2 separate regions of the Mus musculus genome follow, and region 2 is linked to region 1. A link is a contact called in public HiChIP or PLAC-seq data. All regions are on one chromosome and are shown on one strand. The core of a region is the stretch at or near the end of the contact, and the rest is flanking DNA. Distances in the headings are between cores, read along the strand shown.

Region 1 (2,700 bases), core at 177-2,676:
TGTGAGCCACCATGTGGTTGCTGGGATTTGAACTCAGGACCTTCAGAATGAAGAACAGTCAGTGCGCTCTAAGCCATCTCTACCTACTAAGCCATCTCATCAGCCCCGATCATATGATTTTTAAAGAAACAATTCCCTACATTATCAGCTTTCTTACTTTGCTCTAGAACAAAGTACTCTTCGATCTCAAAAACTGGAAATACGCTTTAAATGTGATTTAATCTCAACTATCCAAGGAATTCAGTTTCATTTACTTTTTTTCTGTAAGGCCAGTCGACTTTATACAATCTTTCAGGTTCCCCAGTAAACAACCAGAATGAGACTATTTACTTGAGACTGACTCTCTCCCCATTTAGAAAAGTGCTTTCTTCTGTTGTCACATACAGAATGTTACGAATCCATCAGTGAAATAAAGGAAGGGTTGCAGACAACCCTCAGTATTATCTTTTTCACACCAAAGCGTCAAAGGTGACAAACTTTTAAAGGAAACTTCACCCTATAAATGCAAACACACACCCTTAGTTGTCTCAGTGACTCCGATGTTGCATTTAGTTGTTTTCCAAGACCTACTCCCGAGGGTCATGGCCCAGAATTTTCTGATGACCACACTCGGTGCTTTCAGATGTTTAAACCATTACCGCATGCATCTCTCTGTGAACCGTTCCGAGGGCTGGAACCCCGTCTGGAATTCTGCTTGCTGAGAACTAAAGATTTTTCACAGACCTGGGAACCCCACTTGGCATATTTCCCGGGCCTGAAAGAGGCTTGGTCAAGGCTTGGAGGAGGTGCTAGGAGGAGGGTGGCTGAGGCAGGGTGTGTGTGAACGGCGAGCGAAGTCGAGTTTGGGGAGAAGGCAGCGGTGGAGCCAAAGGGACCCAAACGGCCAAGAGGAGCAGACAGAGCTGGGAAAGACCGGCGACCCTGATTCGGACAGGAAAGGAGACAGAAAGGGGGCGCAGGAAATCCGCACTAAAGAAAGAAGAAACTGCGGAGGAGGAAGTCGCCCCTGGAAGGGGAGGGGCGAAGGGGAAGCGAGCACCGAGCGCTAGCACTTTCGAGAGCCTGTGGCGGGTGCCTCCCTACCTGAAGCGCTCCTGCCCCGCCGTGTCCCAGAGCTGCAGCTTGATCCTCTTGCCCGGCTCAATCTCCAGCAGGCGCGAGAAGAAGTCCACGCCGACTGTGGGGTCGCAGGCGGGGGAGTGCAGCCCTGGGAAGCGGCCCTGGGTGAAGCGGTGCAGAAGGCACGACTTGCCCACCGTGGAGTCTCCGATCACAATAAGGCGGAACTGATAGATCCAAATAGTCTCCATCGCCTACGTGCCCCGTGCGCTCAGGAGCAAGTTCTGCCTAAGGAACTGTCCCTTCAGCACCTACGCGGCGCGCGCCCGCCCGCTTCCAGCATCTTCCTGCGGCTGCGGCCGCCGCCTGGTAGCCGCCCTCTGGGGAAGGAGGGGCGGGGCCGCGGGCAGGGGGCGTGGACTTGGTCTGATTGGGGTGGGGCTTGAGAGTGAGGGCGGGGCCACGAGTTTGGAAGGGACCGTAGGTAGGGGTGTGATCGTGAGTTGGGGGCGGGAACCTAACTTGCAGAGCAGCTGCGTCGGGCAGGGGGCCGGGCCCCAGCTGTAAGGGGAGGGAACTGACGTTGTAGAGGCGGGTCATTGGTCGTGCGGGGGCGGGGCCTCTAACTAGAGGGGCGCGGCGAGAGCGTCGGCTGAGGGGATAGGGAAGTAGCAGAACTCTAGACGACCTTAGCGTATTCTAGTGCAGATCTTGCTGGAAATGGACAAGGAATGGGTGTGGCGAAAGGATGTGACAGCAATAGCAACCAATGAAAATGTACTCAAGGGCTAAACTCCAGAAAGGTCAGCCAATGGGAAGTGAGAGTCATTTTCTCTCACGCATCTGCGAAGGCTCTCTTCAGACTAAGACCCTAGTTTTGAAAGTCAGTCAGGCTTCTGTATGTGGATTCGTGGTGTCCGGGTTCTCAGAAGATTCCAGTTGACAGTTTCCTCTGAAGAAAACAAATTTGCAGAACTAGTTCTGATAGTTTCTGTTAAGGATTGCCTGTTGCTGTTTGCCACAGCGTTTTCAGGATGGTTCTAGCCCTATGCTCGTTGGGGCCCTTCAGCCTGGGAAAAACTTAAAATGTTGAGAAGCTCATACGAGTCATCATTATTCTCGGTCTATAGCTGCCCTCTGCTTGCGTATGACCAAAGACCTAATAAACGAAGCGTAATTTAAATGTTGGTGAGACCTTACTGTGTTCTCTTCTGGACTGGGATGTAGCCCCCAGGTGGTAGAGTTGCCTAGCAACATGAAACCCTGGGTTTAGTCCCCAACTCCGCATAAAACAAATATGGTGGCCCACGGTTATTATTCCACCACATGGGGCTCGAGGATCAGAAGTTTAAGATTATATCCTGTAACTCTCTGTGTCAGCTACACAGAGGACAGAGGCAGATGGATTTCTCAGTTCAAGACCAGCCTGGTCTACAGAGTGAGTTCCAGGACAGCTAGGACTGTGCAAATTTCTTGCCAACCATTTCATTCTTTTCTTGCAACATCTAACTATCACACTCATCCTTAATTCCTTTCTTTGTTTTGGAGGAAGAAGCGTGACTTTCAGAGAACTCTTCTTTCCTCTGCCATGCATCTTTAGGCCCCTGTCTGCAATTAGTCAATCTTTATTTTATGTGGTAT
Region 2 (2,700 bases), core at 161-2,660, 360 kb after region 1:
TACCTCCCTTGCCGCCTACCTTAGCCCAGGGAGCCTACCTACTCTAAGTGAAGACCAAAGCCACCTGGAGCTGGGAGAGGTTTGACCCAGGGCCCAAAGCAGAGAATCTGGACCTCTGCAAAATGGAGATTAAAAAAAAAAAAGGTATAAACAAAACCCAAAAACATTTGGCTAGATGCTATCTTACCCTGATTCTTGAACACACGTTCCCTATACCAGCACCCGGTCTAGTAGACCTTCCCGAACTGGTCTCCACTCTTGGCACTCAGGTGTACCCTTGGGAAGTGTGAGGACCTGACTGTGTACAGGTTTGTGCTAGGAGACTCCCAACAGACAGTCATGGCCTGGTCTGTATGGCAAGCAAACTTTCAAGGCGTGCTGGGTGCACAGAAGGATGACTGTAGGTAGAAAGTGAGTGGTCCTGGACCCTGCACTCCAGGGAGGGGCCTGAAGGGCGAAGCCTGCAGGTGGAGGTTGGGTGAGTATGGAGGAAAATAGACCTTGGGTTGTGGGCAGCTTCCTCCTGTTGCTCAGTACTGAGGAGATACAGAAAAGGACATTCATTTCTCTAAATAAGCATCCTCCTATCCTATTGCTTGCATTCCTATTGATTATGGATGGAAAGCCGGTGGCACCTTTTAAAGGGGAAGGCCGGCAGCTCTGCGGGTCACTTTGGGGCCGCTCCTGGGGGTCCACCTCCCGCTAGCCACGCCACAGGAATGGATTAGCACTTCTGCACCCGCTTGCCCAGCAGTCTCGGAACCTCAGACATTAGCCCAGGCAGGAGCCCTGATCTACCCAGGAGTCTTTTCTTTCCACCGACTCTGAAGCGTGGTCTCACCGCCCCAGGATGGCAGACTAAGCAGCACATGGGAAGTTACTTCAGTTCGGTTTCCACTGCAAATTACAAGGCACAGATATCTCAAGCCCTCCTTTCCCCCCACCCCCACCTTGCAGTGCGCCCCAAGGCTTCCGCTGGAGACCCTGCCACTTTTCGATCGATCCACGGGCAAAATGTCCCTCCTGTCTCTCCGACACACCTAAGTGCAGTGGTGTGGGAGGACGCCTCAAACCAGTCCCCAGTCTCAGCATGGAAGGGTTCGGGCTGCTGGGGACCGGCCTTCTGCCCCACCGCTCCAAGAAATACTCTCGATTTCCTGCACTGGCCTCCCCTCCTCTTTAACCCCAGCCCTCCCGGCAGGGTTGCCCCCTCGCTACCTGCAGCAGTCCCGGGCTCGCCCTCGCTCTGCTCTCCAGAATCTGAATCCATACTGTGGGCTGCCGCCCGCGCATCCACCACCGCCCGCCTGCGGGGCGCTCCTGGCTCGGGTGGACGCGGCACACACGGTATGGGCTGCAAAGAGTCTGGAGCCCGGGCGGTGCAGAGTGGGCAGTGTGTGGCCAGACACTAGGGCCAGGGGGCGGCTCCGAAGAGGCCAAGCCTGCTCCAGTGGCCCGCCCGCCGCCCGCCAGTGCCTGCACGCGAGGGTAGAGTCCGGGTGCGGGGAGGGGGGGGGGGAGTGAGGGGGTGCTGGTGGCGAGTAGGGTGTAGGGAAGGAGAGGAGGAGTGTCCAGTGCTCCTGGCTGGGATTAAATAGCCCAGGTTCCTCTACACCCAGAGCCCTGGTCTGGGAGCCTGGTGAGCTGGTGGGGGGGAGCCAGGACGCTCCTTCTTTGGGTGTGGCAAAGTTTGCAAGATTGTTTAAGTACAAATGCACCTCTCTGCCCACTGAAAAAGGTGTATTGTTAGGTTTAAGGTTGTGAGGCTGCACGAGTTTTAGTTCCACTTCACCACTTGGATCCTTTTTGAGGAAAATCTGTGTGTCTGTTACCTCGTGTTGGGAGGGGAGCGAACAGTCTTGCAGGAATTTTGTGGGAAGTATAATGCCGGCTCCCCTGTGAAGGAACAAGCAGCCAGCCTGTCGCCTGGTGAGGAAATAAACAACTAGTCAGGTAGAGATAACTCCCGCAGTTCAGACTCCTCTCGCTGTGGGCGTGGCTTGTGGAGCTGGTTCTGAGAGCTGGGTGAGCGCCCAGCCTGATTTGGCCTGGAAGGCTGGACCCGCCCTGCCAATCAAGCTGCCAAGCCAAGTTTTGCCTCCAGCTCAAGAGGCATGAATTGATTTTTAGAACGTTTTCTTTTCTGGGGAGATGGCCTAGTGGGTAAGAACGCTTGGTGTTCCAGCGTGGGGGAACTGAATTAAAAAGCCCTGCATGGCCCCTACAGGTGCCTGTAAGCCCCGTGGAGGGCAGCTACAGGAGGATTTCTGGGACTTACTGGATGTCAGCCTAGCTCCAGGTTCAATGAGAGATCCTATGTGAAGGGAGTGAAGAATGTTGGACACCTGATGGCCTCCTCTGGCCTGAGAGCTGGAGAGGAACCGTTTCTTGCTGATGGGGTTAAAGGCAAAGTACAAAGGCTCTCAACATCCCCTTTCACTTTCTTTTTCACAAAAGCAATTTATTAACTAATCAAGCGGCCAAGGCAGGAAGGAGAAACACCTAATGGGAAAGTGGTCACTGTTGGTTTCTGAGTATCCATGAGCTTTCATGTATTCCTCTATTATAGGCTTTGAAATTCACGAAGCCGCAAGCCTGCTTCTCATTACTATAAACTTCCTACAGCAATTGCAAACTATTGACCGGAGAGAAAATTAATCAGGAAGAGAACGCCCACTTAAAGGTGCTAGATTCCCAGTG

Evidence for each region. HiChIP or PLAC-seq counts read pairs in DNA pulled down with a chosen protein or histone mark.
Region 2: an H3K27ac HiChIP or PLAC-seq map of embryonic stem cells shows a contact between it and region 1, with 5 read pairs. The contact joins the promoter of Tnfaip8l3 here to the promoter of Rab39 in region 1. A contact is called at or near these places in 5 of 39 promoter capture datasets (embryonic stem cells, hippocampal neurons, liver and 1 more) and 2 of 115 datasets of contacts at active chromatin or transcription factors (astrocytes and embryonic stem cells).

The regions. Positions count from the first base shown.
Region 1 is chr9:53,704,806-53,707,505 of GRCm38.p6, forward strand. Rab39 (RAB39, member RAS oncogene family) reads right to left here and starts at 1,427. Exons shown (of 2, transcript NM_175562.3): 1 at 1,084-1,427. The coding sequence starts at 1,310.
Region 2 is chr9:54,067,001-54,069,700 of GRCm38.p6, forward strand. Tnfaip8l3 (tumor necrosis factor, alpha-induced protein 8-like 3) reads right to left here and starts at 1,411. Exons shown (of 2, transcript NM_001033535.3): 1 at 1,219-1,411. The coding sequence starts at 1,270.